Regions from separate parts of the Macaca mulatta genome. Here region 2 is linked to region 1. Evidence: chromatin contacts called from public Hi-C data. All regions are on one chromosome and are shown on one strand. Each heading gives the region's core, a stretch centred on a gene start, on an enhancer-like site or on the middle of the called end of the contact. The rest is flanking DNA. Distances are from core to core; before and after follow the strand shown.

Evidence for each region. Hi-C and Micro-C count contacts between places; a contact is called where the count stands out from the background.
Region 2: a Hi-C map of fetal cortex germinal zone shows a contact between it and region 1, with 2.2 times the contacts expected there. The contact joins the promoter of LOC100426567 here to the promoter of ZNF24 in region 1. A contact is called at or near these places in 4 of 14 Hi-C or Micro-C datasets (blood, cortical neurons, fetal cortex germinal zone and 1 more).

The regions. Positions count from the first base shown.
Region 1 is chr18:57,125,512-57,133,177 of T2T-MMU8v2.0, forward strand. ZNF24 (zinc finger protein 24) reads left to right here and starts at 3,655. Exons shown (of 4, transcript NM_001266015.1): 1 at 3,655-3,728; 2 at 6,663-7,165; 3 at 7,419-7,566. The coding sequence starts at 6,746. It overlaps LOC106994480 (a long non-coding RNA gene), which reads right to left and starts at 2,437. Exons shown (of 2, transcript XR_003724482.2): 1 at 2,342-2,437; 2 at 1-1,711.
Region 2 is chr18:57,189,949-57,197,614 of T2T-MMU8v2.0, forward strand. LOC100426567 reads right to left here and starts at 2,775. Exons shown (of 3, transcript XM_015121837.3): 1 at 2,700-2,775; 2 at 1,845-2,067. The coding sequence starts at 1,893. ZSCAN30 (zinc finger and SCAN domain containing 30) reads left to right here and starts at 2,869. Exons shown (of 4, transcript XM_077974934.1): 1 at 2,869-2,960.

The DNA.
Region 1 (7,666 bases), core at 2,405-4,904:
GCACTTTGTGTAGGAAGCTAACAATGCTTGCCTGTTAGGTTCTGCAATCAAAAGACTCCTCATACTGTATACTTACTAGCTAAAATGGAATCTTTAAGCAATGTACTGAAAGCGCCCAGAGGGAGATACTTTTGAGCTGAAGGGGATTGAGAGCTCCAAAGCCTAGAAAAAAAATCAGTCTTGGATGGAATCTGATAACACCAAATCTGAAGGTCTATGCTTTCCTTCCAATGTGAACACTTTTTTTTTTTTCTTTTTGATCAGGATCTTGCTCTGTCCACAAGGCTTAAGTACAGTGATGCGATCACAGCTCACTGCATCCTCAACCCCTCAGGTTCAAGCAATCCTCCCAACTCGGTCTCCTGAGTAGCTGGGACCAAACGTGCAGGCCACCATGCCCAGCCTGAAAACTTCTTGCTGGCTTCCTCCATTTCAGGGTGCCTCCCTTCCCTCTCAGCACACCATCTCATTTAGGAACCCTTACAGGCATTCTGCTCTTCTCTAGTAGCGCTCTACACTGCCTTGTGAATACTTGTTTTTTTTCTGTTGTTGCTGTTTATTTCCTTAATAAGAGATGGTAATGTTAAAAGAAGGAATCAAGCTGGACATGGTGGCTCACACCTGTAATCCCAGCGTTTTAGGAGGCTGAGGCGGGAGGATCCCTACCAGAAGTTTGAGGCTGCAGCAAGCTGTGATTACGCCACTGCACTCCAGCCTGGGCAACAGAGTGAGACCCCATCTCTTTTAAAGGGAAAAACAAAGAAGGAATCATGACTTCATTTTATTAATCTCTATATTTCTGGTACCCAGGTAGTATCTGTCTGGTAGTTTTGTTTGTTTTACCATTAATTGATGAATCAGATGTTTGGTATCAAGACAAGGTTGAAAGATTTGGCTGGTAAAGAAATGAGCCCTTTTTGAATTTAGACATATTATTATTTACACAGACATTAAAAGCAAAAGCAAGTGCCAGCTCTCCATGAGCTGTTGTCTCAGATACCAAAATGATGACACCAAAACAGAAGGGGCTGGATGACTACAGCATACGTTGTGGACACGTTGTTGCTGAGGGGTCAATGCCATGCTGCAGCTAAGCCTTGTTATAACCTGTGGCTGTACTCTAAGTGGCTAAGGCAGAATGGCTCACTGGAACCCGGGAAGCAATGAGAAACTGCCTCATGACAGTCTCTTTGGAAGACAGAGAGCTGAGTGGGAAATGGCCTTGCAGGAGCTGCTTACAAGTCTCTCATTGCGCTCATCTTCTGGGAGGATACCAAGGTGTTCTGCCAAGATTCAGATCAGCTGTGGTTCAGGCATTGCCTATGTGGTCTATGTGGATATGTGCAAGATTGTCAGGCCCTGGTATGAAGCTGCCCCCTCCATTCAGGTTGTCCAGAGGAACATGATGTTTTATCTTGACTAGACCTTTAAGATGGCAACAAGGGCCACCATTCAGAAAAAATCCCAGAGGACCTCAGAAGGATGGTGTTTCAAAGCAGGTGTTATTAGCGTCTGCCTTCAAAAGAGTAACTTAGTGAGGAAAACCTCACTGTGGTTTCCATGTAGTATTTTAGAAGGAATTAGGAATAGAATGGAGGCCAGGTACGGTGGCTCACACCTGCAATCCTAGCAATTTAGGAGGCCAAGGCAGGAGGGTCACTTGTGCCCAGGAGTTGGAGAGCAGTCCAGGAAACATAGGAAGACCTCATCTCTGAAAAACAAACAAACAAACAAACAAATTAGCTGGGCATGGTGGAGCACACCCGTTGTTTAAGGACTTGTCAAAAGTGTAAGTCCAGCCTTCCACAAGCATTTCAAGATAAATTATTACGACATAAAATGGAGGCCTTTAATTAGGAGAGTGAAGTGGTTTGATTTGTAATTTTAAATAATCGCATCAGCACCAGTTTTATGGTATAAAATGCCCAGTTACTCAGGAGGCTGAGGTGGGAGGATCACCGAGTCCGGGAGGTCGAAGCCACAGTAAGCCAAAATTGCACCATTGCCCTACATCCTGGGTGACAGAAACAAACAGAATATAATCACAGGAAAAGGGTTTTGTAAAACTTTGCAACATTTTTAACTTCCCCAAGGTTTCGTTTGAGATTTTTGTTTTCCAACACTAATTAGATGTAAAAACTCATAAAACAAAAATGACTTCAGCTAGCCTTTATGAATCAGAAAAGAGGGAAAAGTTGGGAAGAGCAGCCAAGCTGCTTGGGGGCCGTATCCAAGTAGCAGAGTGAAAAGGCTGGATTTCTGAAGCTTCCTGCAATGAAGAGAGAAGTGTTAGCACGGGTTGTGAGAAAGGCTCTGGTCGGAGTGAAAAGCAATGGTATACCATCAGCTGCTGGCTCACTTGCTGTCTTCATGCACGAACCCAGCAGAGCCTGACGGCACTTTGCAGAGGGCATTTTCCCGAATGAGGCAAAAAGTCAAAGCCTGAGGAACTTGAAATGCTTATGTTAGGTTGGATCTACACTTTTGACCAGTCCTTAAACAACAGGGCTCCTTTGTGTGGTGTCTGATGCCAATCATGTGACCTAACTAAAGGCAGCAATGTAACCATCCCACAATTCATTTATTTATTCAACAAACATTTATTGTGTTCTCTATTTACCAGGCAGTCAGCTTCCTGGGTCTAGGCTGGGATGCTGTGGTGAACAAGACAGTCAAGGTCCCTGCCCTTAAGGGACTTAAAGGCAAAACAAAACAAAAAACAAGTAAATAAATGAGATCACTTCCATTAATAATAGTGCCATGAAGGGTCATGTGTCATGAAAGGCTGGCGGTGAGGCTGAGGATCTTGGGCCACACGGAGCTGAAGAGCTGAGGTGACTGGGGGCGCCAGGGTCTGGGGGTGCGGGCAGGCAACAGACCATGGGGGACTTACAAGACATTATAAGGAGTTTTTATGTCATAAATTATTATGGCATAAATTGGAGGGCTTTAAATAGGGGAGTGAAGTGGTCTGATTTGTAATAAATGATTGCGTCAGCAGCTGTTTTATGGTATAAAATGCCCAGCTTGAAGATGACCATGCATTCTACAAATTCACCGTGACATCGTTGCCAAAACCCTTAACCTGTCTCATCTAGTTTTCCTGACAAATAGGTCAGAATAAAGCTCCGTGACATAACTAGTGGGAGCCAAAGATTTGAATCACGTCTTGGTTTCAAATCTTGCTACCCACAAATGAGTTGTGAGCTCTTGTCAAGTTACTTACTGTATTTGTGCCTCAACTATCTCAGCTGTGCAATGGGGATAATGAAAGTTCCTACATCATTTATTTGTGAAAAAATAAATGACATGTAAAGCACGACGAGAGCGCCTGGCACAGTGTAGTAAGCTTTCACAAATACTCGCTTTTATTCCTTCTTGCAGGGAATTACTTAGAGGATCCACAAGATAATGCACGTGAAAGGGCTTGCGAAACTGTAAGGACTATCTTAATGGTAGAGTCCTCTACTTTTCTTTTAAACGGTCCAGAGGACGCTAGGCTGTTCGAGGCGCGAGGCCAAGCGCAGCCTCAATGCGGTCATTGTCGTGGGGCCGCCCCTCCCCCGCCCGGGGAGCTTCTCCATGGCAACGTGGGCTTTACCTCTCCCCGCCTCCTCAGGCCCGCAGACCGGAAGCAGCCCGTGCCGGGGGCTTCTGGGAAAAGGCTTGTGAACGGTGTTTCTGCGTCTGCCGTGGACAGCGAAGCTGCTGCGGTTCCTGAGCCAGAGGTTTGCGCCGGTGTGCGGGGAACGTTATGGGAGGGAGGGGGACACCGGGCTAGGGTCTGCGGACCTCTTAGCAGGAGCCGGCGGGGAAGCCTTCCCGGGACCTTCCTCAGCTTCCCGGGAGGCGCGGGGAACAGGCCGCGCTCTCCGCGCCTAGCAGTTGTGGGGCGGGGAGAGGTAGGCGGCAGGCTTGCTTGGGTCTTCGGCGTCTGCAGAGTGCTCTCTAACCCCCGGTGTCCTCCGAGACCCTCACCTTCCCCCTCCCCCACCGGCCGGTTTTGTTCTATTTCGAGGCCCTGGCGTCTCGCGGAGGGTTCTGGGAGTCGTGTTGGGAGGAGGTGGTATGGGGCGAGACTTGCGCGGGGCTGTTGGGATTTGTAGTCCCACCGGCCGCAGGCGGAAGTGCCGTGGTTCCGACGCTGTTGTCACAGGGTGGTCTTTGGTCATGTGAAATCCGCCGTCCTGAGTGCTGGGAAGAGGGGCTAGAGGACTGGCCGGGATCGGGGTACACAGCAGGTCTATGCAGCAGTAAGGTGGGCGATCACCTGGAACGAGGTGCTCTGACCAAACATTGTCGGGACCGTTGGCCTTCCCTCCATTTCCCACAAGCAGTATGCTCTACAGCATGAAAGGAAGAGAAATATATGTAGAAATAGTTGCACCGTTGATAAGCAGGGTCTTGGAATAGGAACAAATCAATGTTGGCTAGACCTTATTTATAAGGCCACCACACTCCAGGGTATTTAATTAAACCAGTATGTATTACTTGTCTGATAAGGCCTTTTCTGATTCCAGTCTTCATCTTGCTTGGGTTACGATAAGTTTTTTTAAGTTGTTGTTCATAGGCTGCATGGCTCATTGCTAGTATGTGTCGTAAACAACAGCACGGGCATGATAGTGCAAATAATAAAGGTCCAGAAACAGCATACAGTTTCCCTGAAGGTAGAACTGGGGAAACTGTGAGTCATCCAGTGTAAGGACAAGACACTGGACCACTGCAAGAAGTTAAGGTGCTAATGCGAGTGCCTTTTCTTAATAGAATTTTCTGTGATTAATGCCTATCATTATAAATATAAATGTACGTATGGTGTGGTGGAAGACTGAATATTTACGTATTATGTGCAAGATAATTTTTCAAAATATGTGATCTGTTTTTCACATATGATCTTTTCAATATTATGTGATCTGTTACTCAGCAAGTGAACATTTTTTCCACATATATTTTAAGTCCAAGGAGTTCTTAAATACCTTATTTTTTAAGTGGTAAAATTTTTTTAAGCACATAAAATAAAGCAAACCTTCGTTTTGGTTGAAACAGGGTTTCACTATGTTGGCCAGGATAGTCTCGATCTCTTGACCTCGTGATCCGTCCGCCTCAGCCTCCCAAAGTGCTGGGATTACAGGTGTGAGCCACTGCGCCAGGCCCAGCTTTTTGCTATTTTTAAATTCATTTTTTAGAGACAGGGTCTCACTCTGTTGCCCAGGCTGGAATGCAGTGGTGCGATCATAGCTCAGTGGAGCCTTGAACTCCTGGTCTTTAGTGATCCTCCTGCCTCAGCCTCCTATAGTGCTGGGATTACAGATGTGAACCACTGCACCTAGCCAGTTTTTATTTTTTTTTCCTTTTGGAACTTTTTTTGTTAAAAACTAAGACAAACACATGCATTAGCTTAGGCTTACACAGGGTCTGGATTATCAATATCGTTGCCTTCTGCCTCCCTATCTTGTCCCACTGGAAGGTTTTCAGTAGCAGTAACGTGCATGGAGCTGTCATCTCTGTGATAACAGTGCCTTCTATAATAGCTCCTGAAGGACCTGCCTGAGGCCATTTTGCAGTTAACTTTTTTTTTAATAAGTAGAAGGAGCACACTCTAAAATGTATAGTATGAAAAGTATAGTAAATACATAAACAAGTAACATAGTCGTTTATTGTTGTTATCAAGTTTTATGTACCATACATAACTGTATGTGTTAAACTGGCAACACAACAGGTTTGTTTACACCACCATCACCACAAACATGTGAATAATGCATTAACCTTACAACAGCTACAGTGTCACTAGGTGAATCTTGAATTTTTCAGCTCCATTATAATCTTATGAGAGCACTGTCATCTATGTGGTCCTTCATTGACCCAAACATCATTTTTTTGTTTGTTTGTTTTTTTTTTGAGACTGAGTCTCACTCTGTCGCCCAGGCTGGAGTGCTGTGGCCGGATCTCAGCTCACTGCAAGCTCCGCCTCCCGGGTTCCCGCCATTCTCCTGCCTCAGCCTCCCAAGTAGCTGGGACTACAGGGGCCCGCCACCTCGCCCGGCTAGTTTTTTGTATTTTTTAGTAGAGACGGAGTTTCACCGTGTTAGCCAGGATGGTCTCGATCTCCTGACCTTGTGATCCGCCCGTCTCGGCCTCCCAAAGTGCTGGGATTACAGGCTTGAGCCACCGCGCCCGGCCTCCAAACATCATTTTGTAGTGCATGACTGTGTTGGGTTTTTTTAGGCCATCTAGTCTGTTGAAACTACTCAACTCTGCTATTGTAGCGTGAAGTATGAGTAAGTACAATTTTTTATGGACACATTCATGTTAATTTCGTATCATTTTCACTTGTCATGAGGTATTCATTTGACTTTGGGGAGCTCCATTCCCTAAATATCATTAGGTATTCATTTGATTTTAGAGAGCTCCATTCCCTAAGGCACTGTGGTGAAGACCACAGCCATTTAAAAATGTGAAAATTATTATTGGTGCAAGAGTTGTACAGCAATGGGTGACAGGCTAGATTTGGCCGCGAAGCTGTAGTTTGCCAATTCCTAGTGTAGGTTATTGACTGGAATTTTTAACTCCATCAAAGAACAAGTATCTTTTACTTTTACCAGTGTAAGTCCAAATTCTTAGGATATTTTTGCTTATTTATATATCTTTTATTTCTTGTGCCTCAGGAGTGCCTGTGAAGAAAACGGGGTATTGCCCTGAGGCTTATATTCTGCCTCAGTTGTATTTTCTTGAAATATTATAAATCAGAATGTCTGCACAGTCAGTGGAAGAAGATTCAATACTTATCATCCCAACTCCAGATGAAGAGGAAAAAATTCTGAGAGTGAAGTTGGAGGAGGATCCTGATGGCGAAGAGGGATCAAGTATCCCCTGGAACCATCTCCCAGACCCAGAGATTTTCCGACAGCGATTCAGGCAGTTTGGATACCAGGATTCACCTGGGCCCCGTGAGGCTGTGAGCCAGCTCCGAGAACTTTGCCGTCTGTGGCTCAGGCCAGAGACGCACACAAAAGAGCAAATCTTGGAGCTGGTAGTGCTGGAGCAGTTTGTTGCCATCCTACCCAAAGAGCTACAGACTTGGGTTCGAGATCATCATCCAGAGAATGGAGAGGAGGCAGTGACAGTGCTGGAGGATTTGGAGAGTGAACTTGATGACCCTGGACAACCGGTGAGCCTGCTTGTGTCATTTCCTGGGTCAGAAGCACTGGCATAGTAGTAGGCAAAGCTGCTGAATTAATTCCACTCAACTAAATTAGAATTAGGTTTATACCTTTTCCCCCATGCCCCTACCACTCCCTGTTATCTGTGCTTCTTTGCCATCTAGGCTTCTGCAATATTTGTTTTATGGGGTTTCTCTTACATGTTTTTAGTTCTGATTCTCATTACAGTTCCTTCTCTGAATCACATCTTTCTGTTTCCAGGTTTCTCTCCGTCGACGAAAACGGGAAGTACTAGTAGAAGACATGGTATCTCAAGAAGAAGCTCAGGGATTACCAAGTTCTGAGCTTGATGCTGTGGAGAACCAGCTCAAGTGGGCATCCTGGGAGCTCCATTCCCTAAGGCACTGTGGTGAGGACCAGAACTCTGTGTGGACTAGAGGGTGAAAGAGAGCGTAGGCCGTTTGTTCCGAACTTTGCTTGTTCTCACTGGTTGGGGGGATCATATCACT
Region 2 (7,666 bases), core at 1,525-4,024, 64 kb after region 1:
AATTAAATGAATGATTTTCAGGATATATTAATGTTAGCAGTGACTATCTCTAGAGGGTGGAGCTGAAGGTTATTTAAATTTTGTTTTGTGTTCTCCTATTCTTTACAAATTGACTTTAGTATAACTGTATTTCTCTATAATAAAATGTTATTTTATACATATTCTAAGAGACATAAACACAAGGACTAAGTATATCAATTTATGTAAAACTGCAAGGAAGAGGTCCAATTCTCCAGTGATTCTCAGGAAAGATAAGAGCTAGATGTCTTGGAATAGATTATTAAGGAAGGACAAGCTCTAGATATAGGAGAGAAAAACTAAGTAAAATAAAATAAAGACGCTCCAAGACTGAAAAGAAGCAGATCTAGAGTGAAAAAAGGGACAATGGAAGGTGACTCATAGGAAAAACAGCGCAATAAGAGGACAAACCAAAAAGAAGTAATGTGATGCGGAAATGAGACCCTACAGGACACCTGAAAAAAGTTGAGATCAAAATTATCTTACTTAAAATAATAGTGGCTACCAATTATAAAGAATTACTGTAAGCAAAGTCTGTGCTCAGAGTTTTACATTAAGGATCTTGTTTAGTTTTTTTTTTTTTTTGGTGTTTCTTTGGAGACGGGATTTTAGTCTGTCGCCCAGGCTGGAGTGCAGTGGTGCAATCATACGTCACTGCTGCCTCTGAACTCCTGGGCTCGAGCAATCCTCCCACCTCAGCCTCCCAAATAGCTGGGACTACAGGCACACATACACCACTATGCCTGGCTAATTTTTTAAATTTTTGTAGAAATGGGGTCTCACTTTGTTGCTCAGGCTGGTCCTGAACTCCTGGCTTCAAGCATTCCTCCTGCCTTGGCCTCCCAAAGTGTTGGGATTACAGGTGTGAGCCACTGCACCTGGCCTGTTACAGTATTAATGTACCCCAGTGAATCCTATCTCCCAGTACCTATATCCCTGTGTAGTTTCCTTCTACAATGACTTCAGAACTGGTCATATGACCTGCTTTCATCAATGAGACATTAACAGATGAAACACAAACATAGGTATGAAAAGTGCTAGGTATTGGAGAGCTTGCCTTCTCTTTGACTGGAAACAAGCTGTCCTGCAAAAAAGTCCAGGGTCACCTGCTGAAGATATGTGGACTCAAGCCATAGCCAGCACCAACAGTCTGACATTGAGACAATGTGATTGAAACCATCTTAGACTCTGGCCCCAGAAGAGTCAGCCCTGAGATGCCTGCATAAATGACCCCAGAAAAGATCAAGAGAAAAAAAAATTGACCAGGTGAACCCAGCTCAAGTTGATGACCTACAGAACCATAAGAAGTAATGTGATTTAAAAAGTCTGATGTTTCAGGTCACTAAATTTTGGGGTTCTTTATTCTGGAGTAATACATAGATATAAATCTCAAAATAACTTCAAGGTATGAATTACTATACACTTGAAAAGTGAGGAAACAGAATCGTAAAATATATGAGTAACTTACTGGAGCTAGCTAAGTGACAAAACTACTGTTTGAATCCAGTTTGTCAGACTCCAGAACTTTTAACTATGCCCCTACAGTAGATAAGAGAAATGATCAAAACTGACAGATTAGCAATGAGGTCATTATACAGGGAAAAATGAATGACTTTGGGGTCTTTAAAAAGTGGAGAGAGCTGCATGAGAATTTGATTGCCTGATTTTGAAATAAAGTCACGTGACTATGCTTGGTACACTAAAGAGGTAATAGTGCCTAACAGAGTTAAGGAGGATCATTTGAAGACACTAGCATAGGGTGACACCCCCTCATCCTCCCCACCCCGCCAAAGCCACTAAGAAAGACATAATACCCTGCCTCTCACCTGACAGAAGGTGGTGTTCCTGAGATTCATAATTGAACTGGATCTCCATGGGCTGCAACTGGACACCTCAGGGTGCAAGTGGAGAATTACCATTTCCTCTGTAAGCTTTTCTTGTCCACATAAAGGTCTGGGACCTGGAGGCAACTGGGCACCACTGGGCTTGGAAGGGAATCATTGTGCTGACTACAGATGTAATCTCTGAGACTAGACCACCAGAAAAATCCTCAAGATAGAAGGAGAAAACAAAAAATCTCATTTGACTTCCAGTTGCTTTTCTCTCAGAATGTATTAGGCTTCCTCCTCATCATCGATGAACCAGGGATTAACCCACTTAAGACACACATTCCCATTCCAAGTCTAGAGATGTTCAAACAAAATTAGGGGTTAATGCTACCCAAAAAAGGTGTAACTGTAAAGATAACGCAGAGGGGGGAATTTTACAATGAATTCTAGTGGTTAACACTATGTTATTCGCTGCCCTTCCTATCCAAAAATGACACTACTGATCATTTTTCTTCCCCTTTTGCTTTTTCCAACACTCACAAATTCAGGTGGCTCTTTCCCAGTACGGTAGGCTGATTTGTGTGGATGCACCACGCTTGGTGACTCCACCCGCCCCACAGAGTTTCTGGCGTTCATTCGGTTGAACCCAAGGCCAGCAAGGGCTGACGGGGGACAAACCCAACACTAGGCCGTGAACCAATCGGCTCTCCGTGCCCAGGAGCGACCCCGGGGGCCTTCACTCTCCAAGGACTCGAGAAACCACGCACAGTTTCCTGGCGGCTCTGTAAGGCCGCTCGTTAGGCAAGATCATCCGGAATTCCTCTGCTATCCACGAGCCGACATCACCCGTACCTCGACTTGGTCACCGGACCGCTGTGAAGCCTCACACCCGGCGAACCCGCCATCGCTCTGTCAGCTCTAGGAATCTGGGAGGAGTGCTCAGCTCTATGGCGCGTCACTGCGCAGGCGCAGGGCGGCGACTGGGCATCGGGTGAGGGAGGGTTGCCGAGAATTAACCCCCGAAAACCCGCGAGCTGTCCCTAGCAGTGCCTTAGCCAGGGACCTGCTTGGCCAGCGACACATCCCTTGCTGCTCTGTCTGCCGGTTCTTGAGGTGAATGTCGGAATCCGTTATCTTTCGGGAAAGCTCTCTGGGGCAGGGTAGGTTTTCTTACTACATACAAGTTCTTAATTAGTTATCGTTTTTTAAATAACCGCCCCTCCCCCTGAAGCTTGTCTGACTCGTAGGTATGCTTTAATTCTAACTTTCTTCCTGTCCTCTCTGGTTTTTTACACCCCCAGAAGAGTGGCGCGCATCAGAATCACCTGGAGGCCTTGTTAAAATACTGACTTCTGCCCCACAACTCCGGACTTGCTGATTTAGTCGTGGGGGAGGGGGCGGTGGCAGCTCAGATTCTCAGGTGATCCTGAAGCTGTTGGTCCTGGGACCACATTTTGAGAACCAATGCGCAAGAAATAAGTGATGCTCAGTAATTAATCCCTGAATTAACGGAAAGTTGGATTTTTATCTACTTTGCAATCTAGAAAGGGTACGAGGTCTATTTAAGGTTTGCTTCCTAGAACAATTCTCATTGATCAGGGTGAGAAGGACCCGAAATGGAGGGTGCGGGGTAATCAGGGTAGGAAAGGATATTGCTGTGTTCATATAAATATCTTAGGAAATGAGAAGTTAGGATCTCATTTCTGGTTTGAGAGCAATGAGACGTGTGACTTGGATTAACCTGTCCGGTGGGGAAAGAAGAGATTTCAGAAAATAGTGGGTGGCTAAGTGGTAGCTGCTGCCTCAGCCCCCTCCAGACTTTAACAAATTCAGTTTCTTTAATAGATATGGTGCTATTCAGGTTATATATTTCTTCTAGGGTAAGCTTTAGTATTTTGTATCATTTAAAGAATCAGCCAATTTTGTATAAGTTGGCATAAAGTTGTTTATAATATTACTTTGTCCTTTTTGTATCTGTTGAATTTACAGTGATGTTACCTCTTTCATTCTTGCTCTTAGTAATTTGTATCTTCTCCCATTTGCCCTTGTCAGATAGGCCAGAGGTTTGTCATTTTTATCTTTACAGAGAACCAGCTTTCCATTTATTTAAAAATTGTCTTTCATTTTCTGGTCTATTAATTTCCACTCTGCCCCTTTTATTTCCTTTTTTCTCCTTGCTTTGGGTTTAATTTGCCTTTTTCTTTTTTTCTGGTTACTTTAAGTGGAAGTTGAGGTCTCTGATTTGTGATATTTCTTATTTTGTGTTATAGAACTTCGGTGCTATAAATTTTCCCCTAAGTACAGCCTTAGCAGCATCTCACAAATTCTGATGTGTTGTGTTTTTGTCTTCATTCAGTTCAGAATACTTTGAACTTGGATTTTTTCAGTTTCTAAATATTTGGGGGGTTTCTAGAGATTTTTCTGATATTTCTTTCTAATTCAATTTTATTGTGGTCAAAGAACATACTGTGTATGACTTGAATTCTTTAAAATCTATTCAGACTCGTTAATGGCCCCAAACATGGTCTGTCTTCATAAATGTTCCATGCACATTTGAGAAGGATATATTAATATATTCTGCTGCCGTTGGGTCGACTATTTGATTATTGTTAGTTGATTAATGGTATTACTGAAGTTTACTATATGCTTTGCTGATTTTCTACTAATTTTAAAAGTAATTATTGAAAGATGAGTATTGAATTCTCTGTCAATAATTGTGGTTTTGTCTATTCTCCTTGTGATTCTATCAGTTTTAATTTTATGTATTTTGAAGCTCACAATTTGCATAAATGTTTAGAATTATTATTCCTTTTCCTTTTTCTCTTTGAGATGGAGTCTCTCACTCTGTTGCCCAGGCTGGAGTGTTGTTGATGGCAATGGTGGGCCATCTGGACCATCTGGAGTGGCCACTGCCAAGATGCTGGCTGCAGCCGGGAGGCTCTGCCCGTGCTGTGAGCTTCACAGAGCCAGAGGGAATGGGGTCAAGCAGGAGCCCAGCTCCTTCCAAGTTGGTGGGTGGGAGCTCCCCGGGCATAGCTGCAACTGCCCAAGTGATGGCTGCTGGCTGAGCCTCCCTGTGTTCTTGGAGACCGGGAGCAGGCAGGAGCCCCACCCTCCCAGGTCCAACTGCAGCCACCCGAGTCCTTGCTACAGACCATGTTCTTGGAGGCTGGGAGCAGGCAGGAGCCCCGCCTGCATCCCCCCACCTCCTTTGTGCAGCTGTAGCCACCCAACTTGTGGCTGTGGACCAACCTGGATATCTCTGCACGCTATGGGCCTGGGAAGGCACCCCCACCTCAGCAGGCTTAGAGGTATCTGCTTCTGCTGCCTGGCCTCGCCCTGCTCATGGTGACTGCTCCCATCTAGGAGCAAGGTTGGGGCTGAGCCAGGGTGCTGTTGCAGCCCAGCCAGTTGTGCGCATACTTGAGGCAGTACTGACAGGCCATTCCCCTGCTGCCTCAGCCCCCTCCAGACTTTGGGTGCTGACAAACATAGGAGGGAGGCCGAGGGCAGTTTGGCATTGGCCTGCAGGTGCTTCTTCCCACAAACAGCCTGGGCACCATAGAAAGCAGTAGGAGGCGACATGCTCTGGGGCAGAAAGGGGCAAGTCCCCAGGGAAGGCCTGAAGCCTAATGACCAGGCCACCAGTCCCCCTGACTGGAGAGGGAACTGGTGGTGCTTTTTCTTGGATCTGCCCATGGACCAATCAGCATGCACTTCTTCCTCTCTGAGGCCCGTAAAAGTCCCTGGACTCAGCCAGACTTGGGGAGAAGACCTGCCAGCAGAGGGGAGCTACCGACTCCAGGGCCTCTTTTCTGCTGAGAGCTGCAGAGACAACAGGAGGACCAACCTGCAGAGAGGAGCTACCCACTTCAGGGCCTCCTCTTCGCTGAGAGCTGCAGAGATGATGGGACAAGCTGCCAGTAGAGTGGAGCTACCCACTCCAGGGCCTTCTTTCTGCTGAGAGCTGCAGAGACAACAGGATGTCTTGCCTGCAGAAAGGAGCTGCCCACTCCAGGGTCTCCTCTGAGCTATCCTGTTGCTCAGTAAAGCTCTTCCTTCTCAGTAAAGCTCCTCTTCACTTTGCTCAGCCTCCACTTGTCTGCCTACCTCATTCTTTCTGGATGCAGGACAAAAACTTGAGACCTGCTGAATAGTGGGGCTGAAAGAGCTATAACACAAACAGGGCTGAAACATGCCCCTTGCTCACCACATTGCAGGCAAAGAGGAGAGAAGAGCTGTGGCCCTTCGGGGAGCCCAGACCAGGAAGCTCCTGAGCCAGAACTGTGACTCCTTTTGGGGCCCTGCACTTCCTGGAGTCTCCAAGGTTCTGGGCTCCACTGCGGTGTACTTAGTCCAGTCACAGCCTCACAGTGAGCCAGGTCCCATAGTAGCACCTGGAGCTGCCCACCCTGCTGCAGCCAGCGTGCCTGACTGTGTGCAGTGGCCAGACCCCACACTCTCTTTCTCACACACCCCTTGCTACTCCACAGCTGGCTCGCCTTTGGCAGGGGTGAGATCCAGGCTGGTAGCATTAGCCAAGCGCAGCCTGAGTGGGCAGAACAATCCCAGTGGGCCCAAGCAAAACTCAGGCAAAGGTACCACTGGCCACAGGGGTTTCTGACCAGAAATGCAACACCCAAAGTATCCTGTGACACAGTGGCATGATCTCACTGCAACCTCCACCCCATGGGTTCAAGCTATTCTTGTGCCTCAGCTTCCAGTGTAGCTGGGGCTACAGGTGCGTGCCACCACATCTAGCTAATTTTTGTATTTGTTTTTCACCATGTTGGCCAGGCTGGTCTCAAACTCCTGACTTCAGGTGATCTGCCTGCCTCGGCCTTCCAAAGTGCTGGGATTACAGGTGTGACCAACCATGCCCAGCCTGTTATGCCTCTTGATTGACTCCTTTTTCATGATGAAATGACCTTCTTTATCCCTGATAGTCAGTGTTCAACCAGAAACACACAACAAGTAATTAAATATATGTACATGTATATATGGATTCGTTAAAGAGAATTGGCTTGCACAATTATGAGAGCTGGTTAGGCAGTCTTATAATGCTGTTGTGTCTGATGCTGGAATTTGATGTTGGCAGAGTAGTCAGAAAGGAAGATGGAAGTAAAATGGAAGAAGTCAGGGTCAGCCTGGAAGTCACAAGTACAAACTTGAACCTCATGAAAATGGACTGAAATCCATGTTAGTTCTTGTTGCCTTTGAGCTTGATGGTGAGGGTATCCTTCAGAAGCTGGGACTGTTTGTCATAAAAACACATACATAGGCCAGGAGTTGGAGAAGCTGAAGGAGGATCTAGAGGATGGTAGAGTAGTTGCAGGCCAAGCTGCAACAAAATGAGTCAGTTAAGTGAGTCGCCAGTCAGCAACAACGTATGTGAATTACAAATGGCTACTATTTCCTTTCCACATTACACATCTCCCAAAAATTGCCTTTTTGGCCCACCCAAACTGTAAACATAAAATAATCCTAGGAAAACTAGTGCACTCTAGGCAAGATGACACATTATAAAAGCATCATGGTCTGCCCCTTGTCAACTTAGTACCATACATGTTTCTTTGAGCCATGCTTTAATTCTCCAAATTATGATGATAATGAAGTTGTGCTTCCACGTTACATAACACTACTATCACATAACTATTAACATGTTAACCATTTCCCAAAAGAGGAAAATAGTCTTTTTTTGGCCCATGAATGGCATTCATTCTGCTCCTGGCTGATAACACTCCTTCTTTCATGTCCTATAACTTAAATACTGACATATATAGTTAACTATTACCACATATTGTGTTAGATGATAAGAA